Linked DNA regions of Anas platyrhynchos: region 2 is linked to region 1. Evidence: chromatin contacts called from public Hi-C data. All regions are on one chromosome and are shown on one strand. Each heading gives the region's core, a stretch centred on a gene start, on an enhancer-like site or on the middle of the called end of the contact. The rest is flanking DNA. Distances are from core to core; before and after follow the strand shown. Region 1 overlaps LOC101800982 (Y+L amino acid transporter 2). Region 2 holds the start of RIPK2 (receptor interacting serine/threonine kinase 2).

The links. A called contact is a pair of places that touch in the nucleus more often than the background predicts.
Region 2: a Hi-C map of subcutaneous adipose tissue shows a contact between it and region 1, with 2.1 times the contacts expected there. The contact joins the promoter of RIPK2 here to the enhancer-like site in region 1. A contact is called at or near these places in 2 of 8 Hi-C or Micro-C datasets (liver and subcutaneous adipose tissue).

What each region holds. Positions count from the first base shown.
Region 1 is chr2:26,204,851-26,209,004 of IASCAAS_PekinDuck_T2T, forward strand. It overlaps LOC101800982 (Y+L amino acid transporter 2), which reads right to left. Exons shown (of 10, transcript XM_038175012.2): 3 at 2,168-2,293. Among named protein-coding and RNA genes, the nearest start is that of RIPK2, 39 kb to the right of the region's middle. Within about 2 kb of position 1,666, at least 3 of the 8 cell types and tissues checked have an H3K27ac peak or open chromatin away from gene starts, as enhancers often do. A contact at or near this core is called in subcutaneous adipose tissue, where this site is marked.
Region 2 is chr2:26,244,273-26,248,426 of IASCAAS_PekinDuck_T2T, forward strand. RIPK2 (receptor interacting serine/threonine kinase 2) reads right to left here and starts at 1,792. Exons shown (of 11, transcript XM_027452444.3): 1 at 1,602-1,792. The coding sequence starts at 1,792. LOC113842885 (a long non-coding RNA gene) reads left to right here and starts at 1,933. Exons shown (of 3, transcript XR_003495758.3): 1 at 1,933-2,101; 2 at 3,036-4,138.

The sequences.
Region 1 (4,154 bases), core at 416-2,915:
CATTACGCCCTCTCAGCCAGGGAGAAAAGGTTTGGAAACCCAATTTCAATTCCTGAATCTGTCTCATATTTCCTCCTCTCCTAACCATGCCTTTATTGTCACCAGAGGAATTGTGACCAGTGGAGCGAGAACTTCTTGGGACACCATTCTCAGTAGGATGCTCTCTCCCACAAAGCAGTTCCCTAAAATTAAGACACAGGAAAACCTTTTCTTTCACAGTTGTCCTCTAGTTTAGATCAATCAGATGAGACAACAACCTGCATAAAGCTGCAAAATAGAAGAAATGTTCATGAAACTGCATGAATCTTCACTGCAGTGCTGAAAAGAGGAAGAAAGGCCTGTCTGAATTTGCAGAGGAAAGCGAACTATCTAACATAAATGGAAGTGGGTTTAGGTATTAAGGAAGACAGAAATACACTGAAACCTCTATTAGGGAAGAAAGTAAGGTCTTTCCTATAAAATGAAGCAACTTCACCATGTGGTTAAACTAAGGAATATACTGATACCACAAAAGCAATGCAATTGTTGAAGAACACTAAATAGCAGTTTTTCACATTCATAGAAGTCTTTTTCTCTGGAGAATGCAAGAATCAAGGAAGGCAAACCTACACTATCCAAACATGCTTCAGCAACATGGCGGAAGAAAATGGCAGGAAGGAACAAATAAAGGAAAAATCCAATAGGATCAAGAAAAGCTTTCTAACTATCAAACCTACTCAAAATGAGATACATTCACAGTGTTTAAAAAAAAAAAAAAAAAAAAAAAAAGAGGCATATCTGAAAAAAAGAGGCACGTCAGAAGGAGTATAGCAAGGCTAAAATTTGACAATTGGTTTTTCCATTGAATCATAGCATCACAGACTGAAGCAGCTGTTGAGTTTATAAGAGGGCATTGAAAAGAGGGCATTGACCCGGTCACAACTTCCTCCAGAAGTCTAGATCATTTCTCCTGCCAGTCCTTGCTGTATTTAAGTGCTTGGTTCTGTTCAGGCAAAGTAGAGATGAGACCTTTACCACTATTTCAAGCCCTCAGCGTTTTGCACTCCTTGCAGGATGACTTCCTCTCTGCCTTTTTCCCTCCTGACCCCAGGTAACAACGTAAAGGAACCAACCTCAGGACTGCATTCATTTATTCAGATTTCTTTAGGCTTGAACAAATGTATGACAACTGACATGCACCACTATGGCTAAAGAAACAAACAAAAGCAAAAACAAAAAAAAAAAACAACACCCTCCCTTAAAGTCTGGTGTAGCTTTACAGTATAATAACCAGAGCCAAGGAAAGGAGAAGGCCAGAAAATATAGGAAAACAAACACTCTTGTTAGGTTTTACAAGCTAGTTTCTGCAGAAGAAAAAGACAATTCCTAAACCAAAGAGGGAAAACCATCTCTATTTTAACTGAATAAAGACACAATGGCTATTTAGGGATTTCATAGGAAAGGAAAATGAAAAAGAAACCTTAGTAACTAAGCAACAGAGCTAGAGTTGGAAGAGACTTCACTGCACCAGAGCCCAAACTAATAAAATCAAATCTGTTGTCATATGCAAAGATCAGAAGTAGCACTGGAATAAACGATCATTTTGCTGTTATGTAAATACAGTTCAGCCCAGTTACTGCTCATAAAAGATGGCTCATCCATCCTGTGATGCCTTATGATACCACAGTGATTCACAGGAGAGCAGTGTTACAGCATTGTCCCCTGTTTCTAGGAATGAGCACACCCTCTTACCACAGACCAGGGGCTCGTTCCTGTAGCTGAAGAAAAGAGCAAATTCCTTCTTCCTCTGATATCTGCTATGCTGCGGTGCCCCAGAAGAAGGAGCAACACTAGTCTACTAATTTTCACTAGCATGAGACAGAGACACTGAGGCTAACTTTAATCTGGTTAACACCAAACTGATGTTAATTCAGCTGCTATCTGCTACTCAGCCTTGCAGTGTAGGACTTGGTGTGCGCTGGTTTGCCACAATAAGGACAAAAGAATAATTAAACCACTGGTGCTTACTGAGCCGTAAAATTCCTCTAATCTTCCTATGACAGACAACTTTTTCTGAATAAATAATACTTTGTATACAAGTCTTATAGCGTCTGATCTTCCTGCGTGGATTCTGAAATTCATGTATGGTTCATTTTTAAGAATTCACATAAAGTAAAAATATTCTTACCTTTACCAATCTTGTAAAGGCCAACAGCTATCACCAAGATAAGAGCCATAACTTTTGCATACGTGAAAACATCTTGTACGCGAGTTCCCCACTTCACATTCACACAATTAATAAATGTTAAGGAACCTGTAGAGAAATGTAATATGCATGAGAGGAGCACAGTATGTTTGGCATCACTATTTCAAATGTTCCTTACAGAGAGCACTGTTCTTTCAAGAAATAAAACAGAAACAAATGTCAACATTCCAGGACCACCTAGATTTATGAAGATGAATGAAATACCTGTGATGCTTACTCCATGAAAAGAGATAGAAAGAAACTACCAAATTTTGAATTTTAGGATAATCCCTGTTCCTTTTAAATAATCTTTAAACCTTTAAGTTTTCTTAAAATTAACAGAGTTGCTCACATGTAGATGTGATTTCTTTATATTCATTTTTTGCACTGAAGTTCTCCTTGAATCAGACTGAAATTCTCCTGAAGCTCTCCTTGCTGATTCAAGCTCTAGTTACATACAGAGTAAGGACAGCTTTTGCACCAAGGGGTTTGGATGCTCTTTGCAGGACATTGAGCTCAAAATGAAAATGCCCAAAATGAAAACCACTTAGAAGCCTTTCTTTATAGTGAGGAAATTAACATCCAACTGCAGATGCTCATAGGACTTTTGTCTTCATTGTCACAAGCAGCTCTACATATTTGACTGGGTGTCCTCCAGCCAGCTGTCAAAGTAATGATGCACCTAACTATTTATGGAATCAGGACCTGATTTGTCGTCACTATTCCATATTAACATATCAATGTTGTGCGATAGGAACAAAATTTTATTTTTATTCTGGTGTTAAAAACCCCAAGAGGGGGAATAATTATTCCTACTCTGTGTCAGGTTTGAATATAAGTTAAACATGCCTATAAATAAAGGACTGCTGAAAATATTGCTCTAGTAAATGTGGCATAGACATTGAAATATGTTTTATTCTCTGTAATTAAAAAAAAATCTCTTGTAAAGAATTTAACACATACGTCTCATTTAAAAATAAAGTAATATATACAAATAAGTGCTAGAGGTGGAGCAAGTATTTCTTAAAAAGGATAGAATATGTGTTGACTGAAATTTTTAATACCGAACATTTATGCATCTTTCATGATGCTATAAAGTGCTATTTGAAACACAGCAAAGGATACATTTACTTCATATGTATGTAACACAACATGTATTACGTGCTTCAGTGTCATTAAATTCAAGGCAGCAGTATCTTTCCATAAGATTCCCAGTAAATCATACAATGTACAGATGTAAATGTTCTCCGCACTGTGTTGGTGAGGTGCCAGCTAAATCTACTGCTCCCAAGCCTTATCAAAATTGTTCAAGCTAGTAATAGGCTTGCTATCTGACACTGCATATCGCAGTCAATATAATAAACTGTAATTTTCCCAGCAGTCTGGGCTGCTACCCAAAATGCTGGTTGTAGGCCTGGTCAGCTAATTTTCTGTATGAGAAAGCAGCAGCTGCCAGCCACACCTGGTGCATGAGCTCATGGAAATCAGAGGTACTAGAGTACACTGCAGATGATTCACATGAAGACTACAGCAGGAATAACTTTAAAAAAAAAAAAAAAAAAAAGGCTCGAAGAAACATCAGTATTTGAAGACTGGTTTTCTTAAGTGACTTCAAGAGAGGCATGTAGAGCACTGGGGAAATTAAAAATTAATATTAATTTTGGTCTAATAAATAACTGCTTTTCTGTGCAAGTGGAGACTTTCAGCTGATAAAAGTTTTTTTTGGAAAAGGGTTAGTTGCCTTTTAGAGTGTGGAGTGGCCACGATGGTCTCAACTTATATCATGGAGCCTTCTTCAGAAGTGAACTTCTTCTGTACCATGCTGGTGAGGGTCAGGGCTACAGAGAGAACATCTTTGCAGAACTGTCAGTATACATTATACTAACTTTAAATTACCCATCCCTTTAGAAGTTTTTGTTGCTATACAATT
Region 2 (4,154 bases), core at 542-3,041, 40 kb after region 1:
ATTTAGTGGTATGTTAAATCAAGTCTGCTTGTTGGTCCTGTTTTTTGTGATGGAAAAAAGCTTCTGTTTTGGGAAACTCTAGGTAGTGATCAAAGTAAGAAGTCAGTCTTCAGGAAAAGCATGGGACAAAACACATGGCTCCCTCCCTCTCTCTAGTAAAAAATAGGTTTGAGAAAAATTAGGGGTTTTCCCAGACCATGAGGCATCCCATCTGCATGGGATTCTGCTGTAACCGGGAAAGGAGTTGCAACACACAGAGGTTTATTCCTGCGCCTCTATGTCACTTCACCTTTGCCTGCTCCATACCAGAGGGGCATTGAGCAATGCCTAAACCAGCAGGAGCCCACAGCGGCTCCCAGGCTGCCTTGCTGTTGGGCAGGTCGCACGCCAAATTCTGCGATACGCAGCACAGGCTTCCTGGTTGGAAGGATTAACTGCACCGTCAACTCTCTGGCCTTCCGTCCTCACGGCAGCTTTTTCAGGATGGTATGTTACACTGCCTACAGTACAACCCACAACTTACTGCAGACACAGCGCAGGTTTACTGCAGCTTTTGGTTATTCTTACAGTACTTCTGAGCTTTGCATGGTATATGGTTGTTAACCTGAGTGGTTTTGATTACCCTGGTTGCCTTTTTTTGTCAAGTTTTCACAGGTTAGATGTCACACTGATCTAGATCCCAGCAAGGCTAAAAGTAATATTTACTGTTTTCTCCCAAGTGAGTTCAGAGAACAAACACTGCATTTCTGATTTGTGGGGATTTAAGACTACATTTACATTAATGAAAATGAAACCAGTAAACTTAACAACAGCACAATGCTCCTGCTTAAAAACAACTGAGACTTCACTTCATTCTGACAAGATTTCAGAGATAAAGCCTGTGCATTACACACACCTGGGGAATAAGTTGTTCTAAGCCATCTAACCTCGTGTTTCATATTTTAGCATATTGAGTCACAGGACTAGAAGTCTTCTGGGCTAGCTTGTAACCTTTCCAAAAACCAAACCCCAAAAATTTGTGAACTGAGGAACAGCCGACACGTTTTTACACCCACGTCCCATAGGTTTAAGTGTGCAAGCTCACAAGCACACACGTACACCCGTGTGTCTCAGCCGCCTGTCTGCCTGACACCGGATCAAAAAAACCTGAGGCAGCAAAGATGAAAGACACCTACAGAAAAAACAGGAGGCTACACCCTAAGGAGAGGCAAACTAGCATCGATACGGTTCAAAAATGGCATTACAGAGAGTGAAGGAGGCAGGAACAGCTGGAAAGCTGCTCCCTGCTGCTGGGGTGACAGCTCGGCCATAAACGCGCTGCCACCTGACCCCCGGGAAAAGGGAACGCGATCGCTACCAGCTGACGAACCAGTGAAAACCAGCAGTATGTAGGGGTCTACAAACCTGATATTTAACATATTTAACAGACCTGGGGCGAAACCACCACCACCCCCTTCAGCACCCCAAGGGGAGGAAGCAGCGGGGCCGCCCCACGTCCCCCCACCGCGCGGGCTGGGGCGGCCCCGCCGCTCCCCCCATGTCCCCCCGGACCCTCCCCAACCCCCCCCCCAACCCCCAAACCCCCCTGGCCGCCCCGCTACCTGTCCAGCAGCGGCCCCTGCAGGCACTTGAGGGCCACCGGGACCCTCCAGTCGGCGTGCCGGGCGGCCGACACGGTGCCGTAGGCGCCGCGGCTGAGGAAGCGCAGGTCGGGCAGCTTGCTGGAGGGGACGGCGGGCAGGGAGCAGCTGATGGCGCCCGCCCGGCCACCGCCGCCCTCCCCGCCGTTCATCCTCGGCCGGTTCCAGGGCCGGGGCCGGCTCCGTGCTGCTCGTGGGGTGCCGGGGGCGGCCACGCCGTGTCTCGGCCAGGAGCTTGCGGAGCCCACAGCGCCCCAGCACGGCCGCCCCGGCTCGGCTCGTCTCGCCGCCCTTCCCCGCCTCCCCCCACACCCCGGCCCGCCTCCCCGCCGAGGAGCGGCTTCCCCCAGGAGAGCGGTCAGGCCCCCTCCGCGGGGATTTATCGCGACAGCGGCGATACAAGGAGAGGCACAGCCGAAATCTCCAGAAAGCCATCGCCGGCCGTGCCCGCGCGGTTTGAGGTAACCTGACGTGAGGGTTAGCGGGAAGGTGCTGCACGGCTCGGGCACCGAGTCACGTTTTTCGTTAAAAGTGATTTATTTCGGAATTAGTAGTCTGTGGCTTTCCCCATAGGAGAAAGCCACCCTTCTAACAGGGTGAGCGGAGCCGATGCCTCGCCTTAACGTGGATGGACCTCGGGCTGTGTGCGGCTCTCACCTGCCCTCTTCTCGCCCCGTAGTGGGTAGGGAGCAGAGAAAGAGGGAAAGAAGCCAAGTTTTCAGGCTGTGATACTGGGTGATATGTCACAGTGTGCGGATGGAGGCATGGCAATTATTTCTCAGTTCTCTATTTAGGCCTAGAGCCCATAGAGTTGTAGAATCACGGAACAGCTTGGGTTAGAAGGGACCTTAAAGATCCCCTATTTCCAGCCCCCTGCCATGGGCAGGGACACCTCCCTCCTGGCCAGGTTGTCCAAAGCCCCATCCAGCTTGGCCTTGAGCACCTCCAAGGATGGGGCATCCACAGCTTCTCTGGGCAGCCTGTGCCAAAAAGCAAATAAAGCAAGTCCTGAAGTGTCCTGTTTTCAGCTTTCATTTGGTCTGTATCTTTCAGGCACACTAGGTGATTATGCAGAAGTATAATTTCAATGCAATGTTTGCAATACGTAAATTTTAGACATTGATATAAATATATGCCTTTCTGTATTTACCATGTCAGTAGTTCTAGTTGTCATCCTATGTTGGCTTTGTTATATAAAAGAGATTTTGCTTCCTAAAGAAAATGACATGCAATGAACATACACAGTGAGCATGTGCTACAGAGCCCCTTTGTAACTCCATACGTAAGCTATTTCCCATTAAGAGATTATGATTATCACTACGCTAAAAATTTAAAGATACCATATGAAAACAGGACGCCTAACGGGAGTAAGTAGCCAGTTGCTGCTTTCTACAGGTCCTTGGGAATTTTGTCAGAGCTTGAAGACAAACTTGCCGGTAAGGGTGGAAGGGGAAGAAGAGTCGTGTGATTCACGTTCTGTGGTGAGCTGCCTGTTTTGTGGACACTCTAAAACAGAAGTTTGAAGAAGATAAAGTGGTGACTCGGAGTTCCCAAAACGAGAGGCTGGCTACCAAGGGAAAAATCAGAGTATTCAGTATCAGAATATCGCTGCTTCTGGAAACCCCCTTCTTTTTCCTTTAGTAAATTTAGATTCATTTTGTCAGATAACTTAAATGACATCATAACTGGCTTAAATTTTCATCGTTCAAGTGAAGTGGCATAAATTGCAGCTAAAATACAAAGTAATTCCAAAATAAATCTTTAAATCATCCTTTGAAATTCTGCTGAAACTGTTAATGGCTGCAAAACTCAAATACATCGTGTATCAATTGAAGTTTTGTCTGTGGTGTCCTGATTTTTAGATTAACAAGTGCAATTGTCTTTGAATCTGTGTTGTAATGGCTTACAGAATAACTGTGTAACAATACCTGTTGACTTTGTTTCCAACCATAAATCGGTTCATGGCCTTGTGCCTGAAAGACTTTCATTATGCTCAGTCACAATACATGCAGTTGATTTTCCTTTTAATCACTCAGTTTTAACCACTGTTGAGAAATACCTTTATAATTGTTTGTCTCAATCAATACAAGACCTAACTTGTTTCAGCAGTTTATTACATGTAAAAAATTCTAAACCTTTTTTGTTTCCTTTGCTACTGATTTTTAACTTAATCACTTTGGTTTCTCTAAATGTAATCAAGAGTCCCTTTTTGCAGTAAATGTCAAGTGACCACCAGGAAAAATCTTTAGCAGATTTAAGGATAATCAGTTACTGCACGATGGACTTCAGTTAGCTTCTACTCGCTGAATATGCTGAAGATTGAGAAAATAAACATTTTCAAGTAAAACTCCACATATCTGCTTATGCAACCATAGCAGCACCTCAGACTTTGCTTGTGCAGGACATACAACGCCTGTCAGTGACGCGCAAATATGCGATGGACTTACCCAGCATGTGGTCTTAGAGAAGAAAAGTGCGATGGGACTGGACTTCTGGAGGTAATGTGTGTTGAAG